Linked DNA regions of Mus musculus: regions 1, 2 and 4 are each linked to region 3. The links are chromatin contacts, called in public HiChIP or PLAC-seq and Micro-C maps. All regions are on one chromosome and are shown on one strand. Each heading gives the region's core, a stretch centred on a gene start, on an enhancer-like site or on the middle of the called end of the contact. The rest is flanking DNA. Distances are from core to core; before and after follow the strand shown. Region 1 holds the start of E230032D23Rik (RIKEN cDNA E230032D23 gene). Region 2 holds the start of Kcnq1ot1 (KCNQ1 overlapping transcript 1). Region 3 holds the start of Phlda2 (pleckstrin homology like domain, family A, member 2). Region 4 holds the start of Tnfrsf22 (tumor necrosis factor receptor superfamily, member 22).

Region 1 (2,758 bases), core at 101-2,600, 170 kb after region 3:
GCAGTGAGAAAAAGGCACTGACCACACCCCTAGGCAAGTGGAAATTTACTGAGCAGTGAGCACAAGGCACTAACCAAACCCATAGGCAAGTGAAAATTTACTTAGCAGTGAGAGCAAGGCACTGATCACACCCCTAGGCAAGTGGAAACTTACTGAGCATTGAGAAAAAGGCACTGACCACACCCCTAGGCAAGTGGAAATTTACTGAGCAGTGAGAGCAAGGCACTGACCACACCCCTAGCCAAGAGGAAATTTACTGAGCAGTGAGAAAAAGGCACTGACCACACCCCTAGCCAAGGGGAAATTTACTGAGCAGTGAGAACAAGGCACTGACCACACCCCTAGGCAAGTGGAAATTTACTGAGCAGTGAGAGCAGTGCACTGACCACACCTCTAGCCAAGGGGAAATTTCTGAGTAGTGATAGCAAGGCATTGACCACACCCCTAGGCAAGTGGAAATTTCCTGCTATGGTGAGGAGAAGCAAATGGTTAGAGCAAGTAGAGGGGAGAAGCAGCTGAAGAGGTGAATTCCAGGTTTGGAGTTCACTATGGTAGGTTGCAGAAGCCTGCAGGAACAAGTGATCCATCCATGCATACCTTAGGAAGTCGTCAAACCAACAGCATGGTTTGGCTAGGAGAGGCTGAGTCTCTTGGATGGGGTCATATATATTCCTCTCTGGTTTCAGGCACCAGATGTACAAAGTGAGGACAAAACTGTTCCATTTCTGGTTAGGGGGAAGGGTTTTATTGTAGATAGGAGGGAGAGCTCAGCCAGAGACATCTGGATGAGTCCAGAGCAGAGAGAAAGTAGTAGATTAAACATGGCCTGCAGACTGACTCAGGCCTTAAGAGGCGGCTGGTGGAGAGTGGGAGAGGAAGAGAAATAAGGACCAGAAGAGAGGGGGAAAGGAGAGGAAGAACCAAGAAGGCACATTACCAAAAAATGGCAGGGTTACCTGGGAATGAGAAGCTAGGGGAAGGGAAGCCAGTGAGGTGGAGAAGTCTAAGGTGAGGTCATGTTCTTCAGTATGTTAATAGGAACCACAGTGGACCATTCATCCTGAGTTTCTTTTGGACCTGATACCAGGACTTGCCTTCATCTAAATTGTTACTTACTCTCAAGGAGGGCCTCCACCAGAGAGCTGCAGAGGGCAATTGTTAACCTGTGGTGGTTTGAATTGGTTTGGCCCTCATAGACTCATGTGTTTGAATGCTTGCCTCATAAGAAATGGTATTATTAGGAGGTATGACCTTGTTGGAGGAAGTTTGTCACTGTGGGGACAGGCTTTGAGGTCTCCTATGTTCAAGCTATGTGTAGTGTGGCACACAGTCTCCTTTTATTGCTTGCAGATCAAGATGCAGAACTCTCAGCTTCTTCTCCAGCACCATGTGTGCCTCCGTGCCTCCATGCTTCGCACTATGATAATCATGGACAGAACTTCTGAAACTGTAAGCCAGTCCCAATTCAATGTTTTCCTATATTAGAGGTGCCTAGTCCGGATCTCTGTGAGTTTGAGTCCAGCCTGGTCTTCAAATCAAGTTCAAGACATTAAAAAATAAAATAAAATGAAAGAGTTGCCTCCATGGTTTCTCTTCACAGCAATAAAAGGAAGCTACAGACACCATCTGTAGAACCTTTATCTTCTTCAGATACAGAAGACAATTAGCATCAGTAGGAACAGCCAGTTTCTGGGATCTAAAAGTGGGAAAAACAAGAAATATTTTGGTCAACTCAAGAACAGAATGCTGGAATTATAGGCCATGGCCAGTGTGCCCTGGTTGAATTTATTGTATTTTTGGCAGTACTGGGGATTAAATTAGGGCTTCATGCATGTAGGGTAATACCCTACCACTGAGATTTAGCCCAACCCTCAATTTTTCATATGTTGTTAAATACAGTTACAGCTTTCATTCTTTCATAGGTATAGGTTCTTTTGCTAGCATTATTATTATTATTATTATTATTATTATTATTATTATTATATTGGTTTTTCAAGACAGTGTTTTTCTTTGTAGCCCTGGCTGTCCTGGAACTCACTCTGTAGACAAGGCTGATCTCAAACTCAGAAATCTACTTGCCTCTGCCTCCCAAGTGCTGGGATTAAAGGCATGCGCCACTAATGCCAGGCTAGCATTATTTATTGAAGAGGCTGCCCTTTCCCCACTGAATATTTGGTGTAAGGGTCTACATATTATAAGGAATTATTAAAAATGCCATTAACATGGGAATGAGACAGCGTGGGTGGTACATGATGATTCAACCGTGACAAGGCATGAGGCGATGACAGAGCTTCAGCCTAGATCAGCCTTAATACATGATGGTTGGGTAGCTCAGTGGTTAAGGCGTTCTTGCAGGGGACCCCGGTTCACTTCCCAGCATGCATATGGTGGCTCATAACCACAACGGGGAACTCCAGTCCCAGGTAAGTTGACGCTTCTTCACACACATGGCACTGGCATACGTGCAGCAAACCCCCATCCATGCAGAGAAACATGATGCTGAAACCCAGACACAAAAGCCACACACGGCGACTCTACCTCCATGAACCATTCAGGTAGGCCAGACCACTGAGGCAGATCTTCTTGGGAGGGTGGGTCAAAGAGAGACATATGTTTGGGAGACATTGTAACAGATAGAGGAGCTGGTATTCAGTTTCATTTTGATGTCCATTTTGAAACTGTTAATGCTATGGTATGTACATTGTCATTCAATAAGAAGACAACCATAGCACTGGCTGCGTATGTGGCCTAGGATGGC
Region 2 (2,700 bases), core at 87-2,586, 210 kb before region 3:
ACTCGGTTCAAAACTCCGAATAAGCAGCCTTCCCCAGCCTCAGTTCCACGATACCCTTCCCCCACCATGCGCGAACATTCCGAACGGAGCCCCTCACTCTCAGCATTAAAACAGCTACCACATAACAACACGTACTCCACTCACTACCTTGGTGCTGGCCACACCGGGCTACAAAGCTCAGGGGTCTCCAGACCCGATTCGGTTTCAGCTCCAGTGCGTTCTGACTCGGCCCGGGGTTTAGAATCCGAAGGCCTGAGCCGGTGTCCTAGGCCACTCACCTTGGGACTCGACCGACCTCGGGGCTCAAAGGGCCTCAAGACCACCCCTGCTTCTGTAAGCCTGGGCCACAAAGATGGGGACGTGGACGCAAAATACGAGAACTGAGCCACGGCCGTGAAACGAGGACCGGCCGTGAAACGAGGACCGAGCCGTAACTGCAAAACGAATACGGAGCCACTGCGGCAAAACGAAGATGGAGCCCAGCCGCGAAAGCGCGGCACGAATCACCTCTGCTTCTGGCCGTGAGTGCTTGCCGCGAGGAGGGGGAGGCTATGATGAGCGCGGCCACGCGGACTTGCGACTTGTGCCGTGCTGACTCAGAGAAGAAACCCGCGCTGAGAAAAAAACCATACCTAGGAGAACCATGCCGAGAAAAAGAAGCGCTGGGAACCAAGCTGAACAGAAAAGCTCTCCAAGTAGAATCACACAGAGGGAAAAGAAGCGTGTTGAAGAAAAACTGAGAGAACCCAGCAGGCTAAAAAAAAATGCTGAGAAGCCAAGTGGATCGCGCCAAGGCAGCCGACCGCGCTGGAGTGATCCGTGCTGAAACGATCCACACGGAAGTGACCCAATTGCTGAGGCAGATCGGACCATATCGCCGACCACCATGACGAAACAAGATAAGACCTCACCATGGAGGTCTAGGCTCAGGACAAACACTGAGGAGGATCGCGTTGAGCAAAGCACACTGAGGATGGCTAGTCGGGACTGAGGTGTAGTGCTCAAGTGATCCGAGCAGAGGCAGCTCCAAAAGAACTGTGGACAAATATGCTGAGGCTGGTGGCTGGCTGATATGACCTCACCGTGAAAAACCATGCAGAGGACGATCACACGGATGAAAACCACGCTGCTGAGACGAGCCACGCTGGGAAGGACCATGCAGAGAAAAGCACACTAAGGTGTACTAGACCGTAACCACGCCGAGGAGAAGCCCACCGAAGTAATCCAAAATGAGGCCGACCACACCGGGCCTGACTGGACCAAAATGCACCATCATAGACCACGCGGAGGGGCGCCGCAAGGAAAGCTGCGCAGACGTGCTGAGGCAACTGTTCCTCCTAGCGACAACGGCTAGGCCACCTACCAAGACCTTGGTGACGTGGCAGCCACGACACTGTTGATTGGACAGATGCTGAATAATGACTAGGGAGCTCTTCCTCATGATAGGCTGGATACAGATAGCTCTGTGCTGACTATTTTTATTGGCCAAGAGGAAACAGCCTGATGTCTCCAGCATTTGGATTGGGTGAGCTTGTACAGGATTGTACGACCTAGCCTGCTGGGTCCACCACCCCTTAAGGCCTACCTTCCTCATCCCTTCCTAGCTGAACCTGGGGTTCTTAACTCTGAATAAGTGTGAGACCAACCTCAATGCAGTACAGGGCAGATACCTGAGGCAGCCAATGTACCTAAACGGTTTCATGGCCAAAGATGAGTATGCCCCTGGCTCTGGCCTGACCTTGGGATGCAAAAAAGCAATCCACCCTCTCAGCTGTCCCATGGAATCCTACTGTGCAGGCCAGGGTGTGGTCATCTAAAGCACACAAGGAGGCCACCCTGCTTGTTTTTTTTTTTTTAATCACCAAGTAAGGAAAGTCTTGGGGCTATCTTACTTATGAAAAGGAGGGGGCCCTGGGTCTGCCCATGTTATAAAACTAGGTAATGATAGTCCTGAGGTTAGACCCCAGCCACTCGACCCATCCTCCAGATTCTCTTGGTTCCTGGCCCTGTCACTGGAGTGTTCAGGATCGTTTCCACTCTGTCCACTTACTTATCCATGCATTTATTTGACTAACACTGTCTACGCACCACCCTGTATCTAGCATTGACCTAAAGCCTGGAGAAACTTGACAAAATGCCAGATTTGGGGGACAATCCACTTGCCCAGGATTCATAAGCAAGCCTGGGGCGAGGGGGGGGAATGCAGATTTCTGTGCAAACTATAGTTTTAGCATGTGGAACTCTGGGTATATTCTCCAAACCACCCCTACCCAGAATTGACTTCAAACAGGATTTAGGGGAAGGGGAGGGAGAGCCAGTCCTGTGAACAGGCCAGGGTGTGGTCATCTAAAGCACGCAAGGAAGCCATACATCTTAACTGCTTTTGCTGAAAATATATGTCTACAAAAACAGCCAGGAAGCTCTCTTGCCAAAGATGACTGAGTATATGTGGGGGAAGGAGGGGAAGGCACGGTTTTTAGGTTTGGGTTTTTTTTCTTTTTCTTTTTCTTTTCTGTTCTTTTTCTCTTTTTTTCTCCTGTTGTTATTTAGCTGGAGAAAAGAGAAACTGGTGTCATCCTCTAGCAACAGACAGTTCCTTTTTACCCTCAGAAGCTACTCCTAGCTTGGTACCCCACCTCCTACCAGGCCACACATCTGCTTTGCCAATTCCTTTTGGGCCCGTCTGGAACATGCTGCATT
Region 3 (2,700 bases), core at 99-2,598:
CTACTTCCTGACCTGGCAAGGCTCTGAGCCCCACTGGCAGATGACAGTTCATTCAAAGGCACTTTTTTTTTCCTTCAAGATTTATTTATTATATGTAAGTACACTGAAGCTGTCTTCAGACACACCAGAAGAGGGCATCCAATCTCACTACAGATGGTTGGTTATGAGCCACCATGTGGTTGCTGGGGTTTGAACTCAGGGCCTCTGGAAGAGCAGTCAGTGCTCTTAACCGCTGAGCCATTTCTCCAGCCCTCAAAGGCACTTTGAATGGTTCCCGGGATGTGGAGAGGGAATAACACCAGATAGGAGACCCTTTCACTCCCACCCTTCCACACATTCGCCCCAGCAGGAACTACACAGACCACACAGTTGTTAAAAAAAGAAAAGTGACATTGTTTATTTGGAATGAAAATATGGTATAAAAAATATTAACACGGAATGGTGGGTTGGAAGCAGGTAACCAATATAAATACGGTCCAATAAGTTAGCGCACCCGCACAGCGGGGCAAGGCTCAGCAAGCACGGGAATATCTTCGGTGAAGAGCAGCGGCGGCGTCACCCGGGGCATCCCCTGGGCTCCTGGGCTCCTGTCTGATGCGGCAGCGTGGGCTGGTTCCCGGCTCAACTGGTCCCGTGCGTTTCTGTAGGGAGAAGACTGAGTCAGGAGCTGCCCGGGTGCAGCTTTTAAGTCTCCAGGTGGGCCGAGCAGCTCCTGCCATGCGTTCCAGGTCCCCTCTCCAAAGGGTTTTCAAAGACGTAGGATTCCCCCCTCCCCCTCCCCGTGGCTTTTAAAATCGAAGTTTTCCCCACTGGGAGGCATGACCCCCATTCACTTTCCCCATGCCCCGTACTCCGACGCCGTGGACAAGTTTGTTACTCACCACGGACCCAGAGCGCTCTGCTCTCCCGGCTCGGAAGGCATTTCAGACTCAGAGCGCTGATACCGGTAGCGGGGAAAGTCTTGCAGCGCCCGACGGTTCTGGAAGTCGATCAGCGCCATGGTGATGGCCGCGTTCCAGCAGCTCTCCACCGTGCAGCGGAAGTCGATCTCCTTGTAATAGTTGGTGACGATGGTGAAGTACACGTACTTAGAGGTGTGCTCCACGCAGTCCACCTTGAGGATGGAGTGGAAAAACAGCTCCTTGGCGGGGCTGGTTTTCCCGGAGAAGAGGCGCAGGCGGTCGGCGGTGAGCACGCAGCGCTTCTTCTTCCATACCTGGAACAGGCTGTCGCTTCGCTTCTCCAGCTCGCCCTCGCAAAGGATCTCGTCGGAGGTCTTCACGGTTTTCGAAGACATCACGATTTTCGAAGCCATTTCGAAAGGTTGCACCAAATGCGCTCGCTCTGCTGCGGGCCGCGGCCGCGGCGTGGTCTTTATAAGGACTCCGCCCCGCAGCCCAGACACGCCCCGGAGTCGGGCACTCTCAATCCCAAGCAGGCTCTCGGAGCTGCCCCCCACCAACCGCCCCAGGCTGCCCCTTACCCATTGCTTGAAGCTACCGCTTATCGGAGGACGGAGGGTGGGGGGCGAGAACTGATTGGCGCCTCTCTGACGGGAGCCCCGAGCCTTCCCTCCAGCCCCAACGTCCCAGCTGCCAGGTGGAGTGACTTGTGGTCCCCTCCCCGCCCAGGCTCCGGCCCTGCCTGCAGAGGAATGCACCTCAGCGGTCCCTGCCCCTCGTGACTCACGGGCCGGGAAGACCTGGGAAGCGCCCGACCCCTAGACTGAACTACCGCGCTCAGAATCCCACTCACGGGGAGACCGAACACGCGGGTCGTGGACTCACGGGTTCTTTCCAAGCCCTGGCCACCGTCTCCTCCCACCTTGGGCGAGCATCCAAAGGCCACCCACTAGACTTTCTTGGGAAGTAGCCCTGCCCCAACAGGCTTTATCACCCAAGTTGCTCCCCAAAGTTGTACCTCGAAATTATCTCAGTTTCTTTTCCCTTCTGTAAAATGGGACAATGACCTTTTAGTAAGTTAGACAGTGAAGAAGTGGAGGAGGAACAGCACCCTGCAGTGCTCAGCCACGTGAAGAGAAAGGCCTGCCTCTTTCCCGTGTGCCCCAATCTAGGCTACAGACACCTCGGGCTGCGACTGTACAACCTCGACGTGCTGGAAACTCACGATGGGGGCGGGGGGGGGGGACGGGAGCTAGCAAAGCTAGCTTGGGGAATGAGGGGACCGACCTAAGGGCTAGGGGCGGCGGGGGCGGCGGGGGCGGCGGGGGCGGCGGGGGCGGCTGAGTCATCGCCTTTCAGTGCAAGATTTTATTTACCCTCTGCCTTTAAAGGTTTAATAGTAGTAGGAAGCAGACGCAGCTCCTCCAGGGTTCCCAGGGATGGGGGAGGGACTGGCCTAGGGACCCCAGGAGTCCCCTGCTATGGTGGGATGGGGGCAGGGGTGCTGGGGTGGGATGGAGGACAGAGGCGCTACAAGGAAACCCTCAGCCCCACCCCTTCCCCCTACCCCCACCCCTTCTCCCACCTCCACCCCTTCCCCCATCCCCACCGCCACCTCCACCCCTGGCTGTTGGAAAACCAGACACCATGCTTCTAGGTGGACTGGCTCCCAGTGAAAACACAGGTTCCTCCATTTAAACAATTGAGACAGCCTAAAACTCCAGTTCGGTGGCCTAGTGTTGTTCTAAGGCAGGTTTATACCACAATAAGGAGGCTGAGGCAGGAAGGACCAATCTAG
Region 4 (2,717 bases), core at 198-2,697, 150 kb after region 3:
TTGCTAGAATTAAGGGCGTGCACTACCCGGCCCAGCTCATCCTCAGTCTTTCTTTGGAGTACCTTCATTTTGTGGCATTATTTGAGATGATCACCATTTTTTCTTTACAACAACCTTAAAACATCAACAACAAAAACAACCTAATATTGTCTAGATTGTTTCTGGGGATTTCTGGAGGACAAAATGCACCACTTTTCAGGCGGTGCCTGGGCAGGCATGGAGCCCCAGAGCCCTAATAGGGATGGGAAGAGATTTCAGGGTCAAGGGCCATCCCATGTGAAACCTGCCTGTGAAATATGTTCGAAGTCCCTCAAAGTGCTGGGAACTTTGAAGTCACCTCTGAGTTGCATATCCTCTGGCCCCTTGCCCAGGAGATTCCCAGGGAAGCTGGATGCCCTCTGGGTCCATTTCTGTGAAAGCTGCTCACCAGCAGCTAGCAAAGAATTACTATTAACCAGCTCCTAGGTGGTTTAAAGAAATGCTGATTACATGTAAGTGGTCTCTGACTGCTCAGATACTATCTTAGAACAATCTAAGGGTTATTTTGTTGTTGTTGTTGTTGTTATAACTAAAGATCTGAATGTGTTACAAAATGGATATCCTTACAGGTTATAAAACATAAACCTTTTTCTGCCTATTTTTGGGATGAAGACTCTTATGAGAGAAAATTGACATAAAATTAAGTTGGCTGTAACTAAAATGTCATTTACAGGATCGTCTAGGTTTTTTGTTTGGTTGTTTGGTTGGTTTTGAGACTCCTTATGTAGATCAGGCTGCCCACTAACTTAGGTTTAACTGCAGTTTATGATTAAAGAGACAAGAAGCGATCTCGGGACGAACTTAGCAGAGACCCGAAAGGCCCAGGAAAGGCATAGCCAGGCCTTCCACACAGATCCTTTTGTAGTAGTTAGTACTACACCCCAAGACCAGCCGGGCCGGACCCACCCAAGGCGCACAGTCGCGCGGGCCACTGCAGTCCGCAATGGCACTTTCCGGAGTCGCCTTCCGATGGACCGCTTTCTGATGAGAAAGGGAGGAGAGGCGTGTCCACCTTGTCCCGGAGCTCAGGGACCAACCGGACACACTTTCTCTGGCTACCCGCTTGGCCATTCCCCTGCCTCTGCTTCACCTCCTCAATCCCCCAACTCTGGACCACTTAAGAGCAGACGAAGTTCTGAAGTGTTGGTTGGCGATGCCCAGGCTGATGGCACAGCCCGCCATCAGTTCACCGCCGGCAGTAGCTTTCCTCTGCAGTCCGGGGATCCGGTGCCCAGAGCGAGTCTCAGCTCCGCAGGGCCATATCTACTCACCTGCAAGGGCAGATTCAGCAGCAGCAGCAGCAGCAGCAGCAGCAGCCGCCGCCAAAGGAACCAGCGACTCAGACTGGACACCAAGCTGCAGAAGAAGCCAAACATGGCCGAGTGCAAGCACGCCGCTGCTGCTCAGCTGGGAGGAGCTGCTGTGGTGGCCACGCCTCTCCTCAGCGGATTGGTTCCTGTATGGTTGCCTTATCTCGTGGGCGGGTCCAGCGCCACCACTCTTGCCTTCCCACCACAATCAGTGCTCAGTAATATCTAGTTTTCTATAAATAACGTAATTTTAAATGCCTATGACGTTATTAACAGAATCATATTTGTTATAAACAGCAAGTTAAAGTCGAATTCTCTGCCTTCGTTTGTTTTTCATTACGGTATACTGCTCTTTATTATAAGTTAATTAAAAATTTTCCTGGACCTGAGTGGAGGGAGAGGCATGAACTATTGTTGGAATCGTTATAAAAGTCAGACTGCAGCAGACTGTAAACCTTCTCAAAAGCAACAAACAAAAAGAGGAAGATAAGCTACAACACACACTGTCTTAGCTCAACACGGAGAAGTTTGAAGTAACTCTATCCCTGTAGCGTTCCTGTGAGTGTTCACTGGTCAATGGTCTGGAGCAGCAGCTGAAGGCTTCACTGTCAGGGTCTGAGGGGCTGTGTGGGACTCGCTGACTCTGAGGACCTCAAAATATCCAGGACTGGTAGGCACTCTTCCAGTTCTGGGGTTGGGGGGTGTGTGTCGGGGGAGGAGGGCTGTATGAACATCCCTGGACTGTGAGTCCCTCACCTCTTCTTCCTTTCACTGTGTTTAGCTCCACTGTGTGTGCCAATCCAAGCTCATGGGACACAGGACATTTAAGCCAAGTCTACTAGCCTAACACAGGAAGTAGAACGCTTATTTCTCTAGGGAACTTGGGTTGGTTCATCTGTTCCACCCGGCCCCTCCAGGTATTCGAAAAAGTGGCCCACTACCAGCCCCATCCATCTCCCTTCCAAATGCCACTTCCTCTTTAAAATGAGGGAGGACTCAGAGTCCTGGATTTCAATGGCTGCCCCAAAGAAGAGGAGCGTGACTTCAGGCACCTGGTACTCTTTAAATCATCTCTTGCCTCTCTCCCTAGGGCCAGGGAGTGGAGCCTGTGCCCATCTGCCCTCACCTAGGCTGGGGAGTGGGGGCGGCCAATTCCTTGGCCAGCCTGATCCTCTTCTATTTCTTGTCTTCCCTCAGGCTGGTGTCTGCTCAGGAGTAAACCAAATCAAAACACAAACAAGTGTTTAGAAAGTTTGGTTAGTTCAACACGCTGAACTGTCCCCCACCCTTGGGAAGCAGAGGGAAAGTAGAGGAAGGGAAGAGGAGAGGAGTGTGCACTTGTGGATGCTGTTGTCCCACCAGTCTCTG

The links. Hi-C and Micro-C count contacts between places; a contact is called where the count stands out from the background. HiChIP or PLAC-seq counts read pairs in DNA pulled down with a chosen protein or histone mark.
Region 1: an HNF4G HiChIP or PLAC-seq map of pancreatic cancer cells shows a contact between it and region 3. The contact joins the promoter of E230032D23Rik here to the promoter of Phlda2 in region 3. A contact is called at or near these places in 2 of 115 datasets of contacts at active chromatin or transcription factors (microglia and pancreatic cancer cells).
Region 2: a Micro-C map of embryonic stem cells shows a contact between it and region 3, with 2.1 times the contacts expected there. The contact joins the promoter of Kcnq1ot1 here to the promoter of Phlda2 in region 3. A contact is called at or near these places in 4 of 484 Hi-C or Micro-C datasets (all in embryonic stem cells) and 2 of 115 datasets of contacts at active chromatin or transcription factors (embryonic stem cells and kidney).
Region 4: an H3K27ac HiChIP or PLAC-seq map of microglia shows a contact between it and region 3, with 7 times the contacts expected there. The contact joins the promoter of Tnfrsf22 here to the promoter of Phlda2 in region 3. A contact is called at or near these places in 1 of 39 promoter capture datasets (hippocampal neurons), 2 of 115 datasets of contacts at active chromatin or transcription factors (effector CD8 T cells and microglia) and 2 of 9 other capture datasets (adipose tissue and liver).

The regions. Positions count from the first base shown.
Region 1 is chr7:143,666,897-143,669,654 of GRCm38.p6, forward strand. It overlaps E230032D23Rik (RIKEN cDNA E230032D23 gene), which reads left to right and starts at 1,351. Exons shown (of 2, transcript NR_153818.1): 1 at 1,351-1,449. It overlaps Tnfrsf23 (tumor necrosis factor receptor superfamily, member 23), which reads right to left. Exons shown (of 6, transcript NM_024290.4): 6 at 1-1,696. The coding sequence ends at 1,647.
Region 2 is chr7:143,295,211-143,297,910 of GRCm38.p6, forward strand. It overlaps Kcnq1ot1 (KCNQ1 overlapping transcript 1), which reads right to left and starts at 1,337. Exons shown (of 1, transcript NR_001461.5): 1 at 1-1,337. All of the region lies in intron 11 of Kcnq1 (potassium voltage-gated channel, subfamily Q, member 1), which reads left to right.
Region 3 is chr7:143,501,176-143,503,875 of GRCm38.p6, forward strand. Phlda2 (pleckstrin homology like domain, family A, member 2) reads right to left here and starts at 1,349. Exons shown (of 2, transcript NM_009434.2): 1 at 882-1,349; 2 at 373-641. The coding sequence starts at 1,315. The coding sequence ends at 641.
Region 4 is chr7:143,648,217-143,650,933 of GRCm38.p6, forward strand. Tnfrsf22 (tumor necrosis factor receptor superfamily, member 22) reads right to left here and starts at 1,448. Exons shown (of 6, transcript NM_001311145.1): 1 at 1,311-1,448. The coding sequence starts at 1,415.